Regions from separate parts of the Canis lupus genome. Here region 2 is linked to region 1. Evidence: chromatin contacts called from public Hi-C data. All regions are on one chromosome and are shown on one strand. The core of a region is the stretch at or near the end of the contact, and the rest is flanking DNA. Distances in the headings are between cores, read along the strand shown.

Region 1 (3,922 bases), core at 751-3,250:
GAAGCCGCCGTTGGGGAAGAGCTACCGGGTATATCTTAATTGTATTGAGACCTGTTGAGAAGAGAGTAATCAGGGAACAGGACATTTCTTAAATTTTCTGTAAGGCGACTTTGAACTAAAATAATAACAGGAGAGTACATGAAAGGAATAAATGATCTGGGACCACAAAGTATTTTAGGGTACCAAGTCTAATCCAGTCCCTTCAACAATGAAAGGTCACTGAAGAGCAAGGAAGAGGAGCCAGTAGAGGGCAGCAGAGCACAGCAGACCCAGACAAGTCAAGGGGAGACTCTGCCTCTGTCCTCTTGCCTCAAATTAAAGAGCCTGGTGGCGGGCACCTCTGGCAGCCCAGTCCTCACCAGACACCACTACAGCTTCTCATGAAGGGGGTAAGAAGCAGGTGCCTGGAGGAAGACTGTGAATCAGCCCTGTCCAGTAGAAATATAATGTGAGCGCGTGCATAATTTCAAGTTTGCTGGTAGCCACTTAAAAGAAGAGGGGAAAAAGGAACAGGTGAAAAAAAAAAAAAAGGAACAGGTGATATTAATTTCAATATTTTTAATTTACCCCATATATCCAAAATGTTATCATTTCAACATGTAATTAATATGTAAATTATTGAGATGTCTTACTCTTCTAATTAAGCCTTTGGAATCCAACAGGTATTTTCTAATTTATAGCACTTCTCAATTCTGTTGAGTCACATTTCAAGAGTTCAACAGCCGCTTGTGACTATAGGCATTTAATTTCGATCCTCTAGCAGGATAAGTGTCTTATGAGGATTCTAGCGGTCCCAGAGAGGCCAGTCCAAGGACCTTTCCTGGCTCTGCCTACAGCCTTGACCTACAGCCCCTCCCACACCCTCCCCCCACACACCTGCCACAATTATTTCCCCCAGGGCACTGTGGTCTCTCTCCTCACCTGTCAGGGCATTTCTTGCTACTTCCTAAAATGTAAGTCAATGTGTCATGTCCCAGGTTAGGAACCCTCCATGGCTCCCCTCCAGTCTGAGACCAGAGCTGTTCAGGCTTGAGGAGGTATAAGGGTTCAAAAGAGCACAGTGATTGAGAAGACAACAACTTGATTCTAGATCCAGTTGCCCATTGAGAGAGGGAGATCCTCAGAGAGGAGAACAGACTCTGGTCTCATGGAGCCTGGTGCAGATATCAGATGTGATGGCCTTGGGCAGGCAAATGGCTTAAAGCTCAGTTGGAGTTTCCTCAAAATAGTACTTACCTGATAGGCTTGTTGTGAGGATTCCATGATAGACTTATAATAGTGCCTGGCACATAAGAGCTAAATCAATGTTAACTCTGAAAAAAGTGACATTTGCATGACAGCATTTCAACACTTTTAAACAATTATTTTTTGGCAAAATATGTAAACTTCTGGGAACTCTCTCAGCTGCTGTGCTGCCAGATGGGCCTGACACTGCACTGATCAAACCCTTATGTGTGGTTCCTCAATCAGGCTCATATGACATAACCTCCTGCCACCTTCAGCTAAATGAATCCCATCAATACCAGTGGGACCCAGCCAATTAAAATCCCTTTAAACATGATTTAGTTATTTGCTAATACATGGCTAATGCTTTTGAATGCTTGCAAAGTTTCAGGTATTTTTCTTTTTTTCTTTTTGACATGCTTTAAGACATTTAATTTTCATAATGACTTTATGAATTAGAGTCTATTTTGCACATGAAAAGACGGGTCACAAAGCTAAGAAGTAGCAGAAGATTTAAATCCAGACAGTCTGGCTCCAGAGTTTGAGCGTGGGCCATCCTTTCTACTTTTCACCAGCAAAATTTATTCCTTCAACCCTTAGTCCTCATCTTAAAAGCTCTCACCTCTGTGAAGTCTTTTCAGCCACTTCAGCACCACTTCCACCCCCACCCATGACCTGTCCCGTGCTCCCTGGGCTATGTTCCCAGGCACTGGGTTCAGGCCTCCAGCTGGACACCTGTCACGTGACATCACTGTGAGCCATGCTAGGACATAGTTCCTCATTCCAGGGTGTCAGCCTCCAGCCTGGTGACAAGGCCCAGGCCCAGGGGAGGGAGCCAGATGGGCCAAGGTTTGATATCTGGCTCTGCCACTTACTTCATGGATACCTTGAAGAGAAGGGTTACTTCACTATTCCTCATACGTGTCATGAATGCTTTTGGCACTATGTGTAAAGTGCCTGAAACATAGTAGATGTTTTATAAATCATGGTTTCTTATCATCAGTGACAATGATTATGCTATATTTTTCCTGTGAATTAAAAAATAAATGAGTTTCTTTACAATCATGAAATGACATAATCAGCAAATTGATACGGAATCCAGTTTGGTTACAAACTTAAATGCTTTCCGTACACCTGCCCTTTGACCTAGCTGTTCTACTTCTGGCAAATTACCTACAAATATATTCCTCTAAGTAAAAAACTGTATAGGCACAAGATCATGCATTGTAGCAAAAGATCGGAAGCCCCAAAAGTGTCCAACACTAGTGAACTGTTTAAAGATTTTATTTATTTATTTGAGAGAGAGAGAACATGAGCATGAGTGGAGGGAGGGGCAGAGGAGAGATAGAAGCAGGCTCCCCGCTGAACAGGGAGCCCAGCAGGATGGTGATGGGACTGCATCCCAGTGTCCCAGGATCCCAAGGTCATGACCTGAGCTGAAAGCATATGCCTAAAGGACTGATCCACCCAGTGCCCCAACACAAGGGAACTGTTTAAATGAATTGTAATATATCCATCAGATGGGATACTATGAAATCATAAACAAGAATGAAAAGGCTCTACATATAGGGGAATGAACCACTTTCCATACTAAAAAAGAAAAGACCCAAGTGCAGAACTGTGTGGAAAATGTTATGATTTGTGTAGAAACTAAAGAGAAGGTTATATATGTGAGCACTTACATGTGCACTGAATGGATATCTCTGAAAGGAAATCCCAGACACTGCTTCTGGATATGGTCTCCAGATGGGAGACTGCAAAGCAGGGCTTCAGACATGCAAAGGAGGCTGGCTCTCCACTGACCACATTTTTTCAATGTTATAAAATGTGCACGCATATCGATTAAATTTTTCATTAACTTAAAAATAGAAATGAACACCTGAAGATATTCATTCTCAGTTGTAACATTTTTTTCAAAGATGATAAACAAATGGCCAACAGATACATGAAAAGATGCCCAGCAGCACACATCATCAGAGAAATGCAAATCAAAACCACAATGAGATAAAAGCAGCACCTCACACCTGTTAGAATGGCTATTATCAAAAAGACAAGAAAAGTGTTTTGGCGAGGATGTGGAGAAAAGGGAACCGCTTCTGGAAATCCAAAGGAAGTGAAATCACTATCTCAAAGAGATATCCTCATACCCATGTTTATTGCAGCATTATTTATAATAGCCAAGACATGGAAGCAATCCAAGTAGCGGTTGATGAATGGATGGATAAAGAAATGTGGTATGTATTATATAATTCAACTGAAGGAAGGAAATGTTGGCATTTGCAATATGGATGGACCTCACAGGTATTATGCTAAGTGAAAGAGATCAGAGGAAAAAAAAAAAACCCTGTGTGATTTTTTTAAATTCTTTTATTTTTAAGTAATGTCTACACCCAGTGTGGGTGCCTGGCTCGAACTCACTAACCCAAGACCAAGAATCACATGCTTTCTCACTGAGACAGCCAAGCATCCCTAATGTGTGATCTTACTTGTATGTACAATCTTTAAAAAAAAGAGAAAAGAAAGAAAAAACTCCAAACTCACAGAAGCAGAGAGTAGATTGCTTGTAGTCAGAAGCTGAGGGGTGGGGGAAATGGATGAAGGTGGCCAAATACTCAGACTTCCAGTAATAAGATGAGTAAGTTCAGCACAGTGACTGCAGTTAACAATATTATATTGTACACTTGCAAATTGCTAAGCA
Region 2 (3,922 bases), core at 514-3,013, 82 kb after region 1:
CATGACAGACACACAGAGGCAGAGACACAGCAGAGGGAGAAGCAGGCTCCATGCAGGGAGCCCAATGCGGGACTCGATCCCCAGACCCCAGAATCCCAACCTTAGCCGAAGGCAGACAGTCAACCACTGAGCCACCCAGATGCCCCTAGGCAAAATCCTTTAGATAAAGAAAAGCACTGAAATCCTTGGCTTTACTGGAGGGCTTCTGGCCCAGTGTGGGGCATCCTTGGCATGGTCTGATGGGGGAGACATGGCCTGTTGCTAGGGCCCCCTGGTCTGATAAATGTGTGTGGGGGTGGTGGGTGGGCAACATGAGGAGCTCAATGGTCAATGTGACAGGAGACCTGTCTGTCCTCTTAACAGATCCCTCCAAACCTCCCGTGCTCTGTGACATTGCAGCCAGGGCCTGAAGACACGGGGAAGGTGGGTCACGTCTCTGGAAGCCTCTCTCCGGGTAAAGGACATTTGTATCCCCAGGGCCCTGGCTTTCTGAGAGGCATCGGAACTCTGTGTGGAAGCCTCCCTGTGTGGAAGCCACTTCAACACTGCCTCAGATAAGCCGGCTCTTTTCATACAGGGCAGCAGGCAGATAGGGTGTCATCCTCACCCCCGCATTCCATTACATGCAGTCTCTCCTGGGCTTACTGTTGGCTGCAGCAGAACCAAAATGTTCTCTGGACTACCTCTTGGCCTCACAACCTTGCATGGGGGTCCATTCACTGTGGTCTCACAAGTGGAGAAATGGAGGCTCCAAGAGAAGTGACACTACTAGTGTCACAGGCCCCAGATCTCTGAGCCCCCTTGTCTTCACCTGCAAAATGGAGATGAGAGGCTATGCCTCCTCCTGCAGTTTAGAGGGTGGAGTGAGCCACCAGAGCACTGTTGGGTCTGCACATAGTCTGTGCTCCCCTCCTAGGACTGCTGAGCACCCCCATTGTTATTGCCGAGTGGCTGCCTTAATGAGGACAGCTGCCCAGACCAGGCAGGTGTCTGCAGGGTGGAGCCCAGTTAGGGCAGTTTGGGACACCCAGTGTTGGGGGAGCTAGGGGAGCTCTGTGGGAAGGCCAGGTGGGGTTGGGGTGCAGCACAGCACTGGGGCTGAGGCCGATCACAGGGTCCTGAATCAGGCTGAGGGGCGGTTGGCCTGTGAAGTTTGCTATTCCCCTCCAGGGTCCTGGTTTGTAAAATAAGAGGGTGGGATGGCTGTGCTGTCGGGACCCTGTGGTCAGCAGCCCCTTCTCCTCAGGCCTGTGGTGTGGACTACGAGGTCAAAGCCTTCTGTGCCGAGAACCTGGAGGAAAAGATCCACAAGCGGTGAGAAGGGCACAGCTTCCGCTGGGTGTGGGCTGCCTACTGGCAGAGGGAGAGAGACAAGACCAGCAAAGTCAGAGAAGAGATAAGTAACAATACCTGGAAGTGTGTGAGGAGGGGCCGCATATTCCAGCCCCAGAAACTCCAAGAAGGGCCCTCTGGAAGGCTGGCAAGTCCTGGAGGGGTTCCTGGAGAAAGTGGCTCAACTGTCTGGGGCTTAGGGCTCAGGCCTCAGGCCTCAGGATTTCTCCCTTTACAATGCTGAACCTGCCTCCTCCATCACCCTGCTTCAAGTCTTGCCCCATGAGACTGCATGTTTTTATTTTATTTTGGAAAGAAACACAAAATTTGGATCATTTTAAAGAGTGAGCAAGAGTTTTTTCCAGCCACCCTGAACCCCTACTTCCTACTTCTCCTGGGAAGCCATCAGCAGCAGGTGGTAGTGGGGGCGGCAGTGGGGTGTGGGATGGGTCAGCCCACGTGTCAGAAGAGGTAGTGTTCTCTAGAGAGGCACAGCCCTGGGCAGACAGTCCAGACTGGCAGCTGGAAACAGCTGGACCTGACTTCTGAGATAGACTGCCCAGCCCTGCTCTCGTGCCTGTTCCTCCTCAAGGCAGGCCCTGCCCTGTCTTCTGGCGAGGAGGCGAGGCTGGCCTCAGCCCCCCACTCTGATGCACCCTGCCTCCCCAGGCAGCCGCCCGCATTCCTACCGAGCCTGGCTGAGGGTGGCTGAGGGAGGGCACTGCGGCTTCTTAGGGAGTGGGCTGAGTTTGCCACCTGGCGGCTGAAGAGCGTATTGAGCATCTCCATCTCCAGCCCAGGCAACTCCAAGGTGTGGGGAGATGGGACCCTTCTCCCTGGCTTCTCTGTCTTCCTTTTCTTCTTCAGACCTGAGACCAGGGGAAAGATAGGGGTTCGTGGGTTTTTGAAGGGGGCCTGACCGGAGCAAGGAAGAGGAACGACACTGAGGGCCACTGCCTTCACCCTATGCCAGTGTGACATTTTAAGTCCACATCAGAGATACTACTGATAATGATATAGCAGCTATCGTTTATGAAGGGCCTATTAAGGACCAGACACTATTCAGGGTGGTGAACATGTAGGAACTAATTTAATCCTCTCAGCAACCCTGGGAGGTAGGTGTTGCTACTGTTGCCATTTTACAGATGAGGAAACTGAGATCCAGGGGTGAATTTTCTCAAGGGCATATAGTTAGTAAGGGGCAAGCTCAGACCTTCAGCCTGGCTGTCCAGTTCTAGGGGGTGCAGGTGAGAAATGGGGATGCTGGCACACCCAGCACATCGCAGGCACTGCCTCACCAGATCCCATCCCCTCCCAATCCTTGTATCCTCGTTTCTTCCCTAAGCCCCTGTCCCTTTCACTGAGTCCCATCTCATCTCTGGGCCTCCATCTATTCACTGGGTCCCCATCCTTGTCACTGGCCTACATCCCCCTGATTGAATCCACACCCCCTCACTGAACCCCGTCACCTCTCTGAGCCCCCACCTTTTCATGGGGTCCCTCTGCAGATTTTGATTTAATAGATATTTGGAAGGCATTTGTTATATGGCAGGCACTGTCATAGATGTTGAAAACACAGCAGTGAACAATTGAGATAAAAATTTTGCTCCTTAAGGAGCTTACACTATTAAGTAAAGTAAGGGATGTGGGAAGTGAAACATAGTTCCTTTCTCGCCATCCTGCTGGCTGCCAAGGCACAGATCCACATGAGGGACTGCCATGGGGTGGTTCAGCTCCGCTGGTGTGGGAGTTAAGACCGGGACAAGATCAAGTGAGCTGATCCAGGAAGGTTTCCTGGAAGAGGAGGTATTTAGCTGGGTCCTGAAGAAGGAAATAAATGAGGGTAGAAGCAGGAGGAGAGTATTGCAGGCGGGGGTCCGGTGTAAGCAAAGCTGCAGAGACAGGACGAGATGAACCACTGAGGATGATAGTGAGGAAGTGGGGGTGGCTGTGTACACAATGGGGGAGGATGGAGTGGGGCCAGGTGGTGACAAGGCCTCTGTGTCCACCTCTGCAGTTTGGTCTGGATTGTAACGCCGGGGGAGCCATGGCAGTCTCCTGAGGAGGAAAGGGAGGGTTATGAGGAAGGAGGATGGAGGCAGGTGACTCTGGCTATCTTTTGCTCTGCCCATCTCCATTAGGAATTCTGTGCGCCTGGTGATCAGGAAGGTTCAGTATGCCCCGGAGAGGCCTGGCCCCCAGCCCACAGCTGAGACCACCAGGCAGTTCCTCATGTCGGACAAGCCCTTGCATCTAGAAGCTTCCCTGGATAAGGAGGTAGGAGGCTTGGACTTGGCAGGGGGTGGGGGCTGTTCTCCTGGGGCTGGGACATCTCATCCCAGTTCTCTCATGGTCACCAGGGCTCCTGGGGTAGGTAAGAGCTTCTGCCCCCAGTCCTAAGACCACAGGGTTCAGGGAATCTGAGACATCCCTTAGGGGGCTGTGGGGAAGCCTCTGGGGGCCTAAAGGAATGGCAGAGTGGGGCATGAGCCTGAGGGATACAATCGACTTTAGAAGTCAGCGTGCCTCCTCTCTGCCTCTCTCTCTCTCTCTCTCTCTCTCTCTCTCTGTGACTATCATAAATAAATAA

The links. A called contact is a pair of places that touch in the nucleus more often than the background predicts.
Region 2: a Hi-C map of blood shows a contact between it and region 1, with 5 times the contacts expected there. The contact joins two enhancer-like sites. A contact is called at or near these places in 5 of 9 Hi-C or Micro-C datasets (amygdala, blood, liver and 1 more).

The regions. Positions count from the first base shown.
Region 1 is chr21:23,315,846-23,319,767 of UU_Cfam_GSD_1.0, forward strand. No RefSeq gene overlaps it. Among named protein-coding and RNA genes, the nearest start is that of RPS3, 15 kb to the left of the region's middle. Within about 2 kb of position 2,001, at least 4 of the 20 cell types and tissues checked have an H3K27ac peak or open chromatin away from gene starts, as enhancers often do.
Region 2 is chr21:23,397,733-23,401,654 of UU_Cfam_GSD_1.0, forward strand. ARRB1 (beta-arrestin-1) reads left to right here. Exons shown (of 16, transcript XM_038568610.1): 6 at 364-423; 7 at 1,247-1,314; 8 at 3,474-3,609. Among named protein-coding and RNA genes, the nearest start is that of TPBGL, 31 kb to the right of the region's middle. Within about 2 kb of position 1,764, at least 3 of the 20 cell types and tissues checked have an H3K27ac peak or open chromatin away from gene starts, as enhancers often do.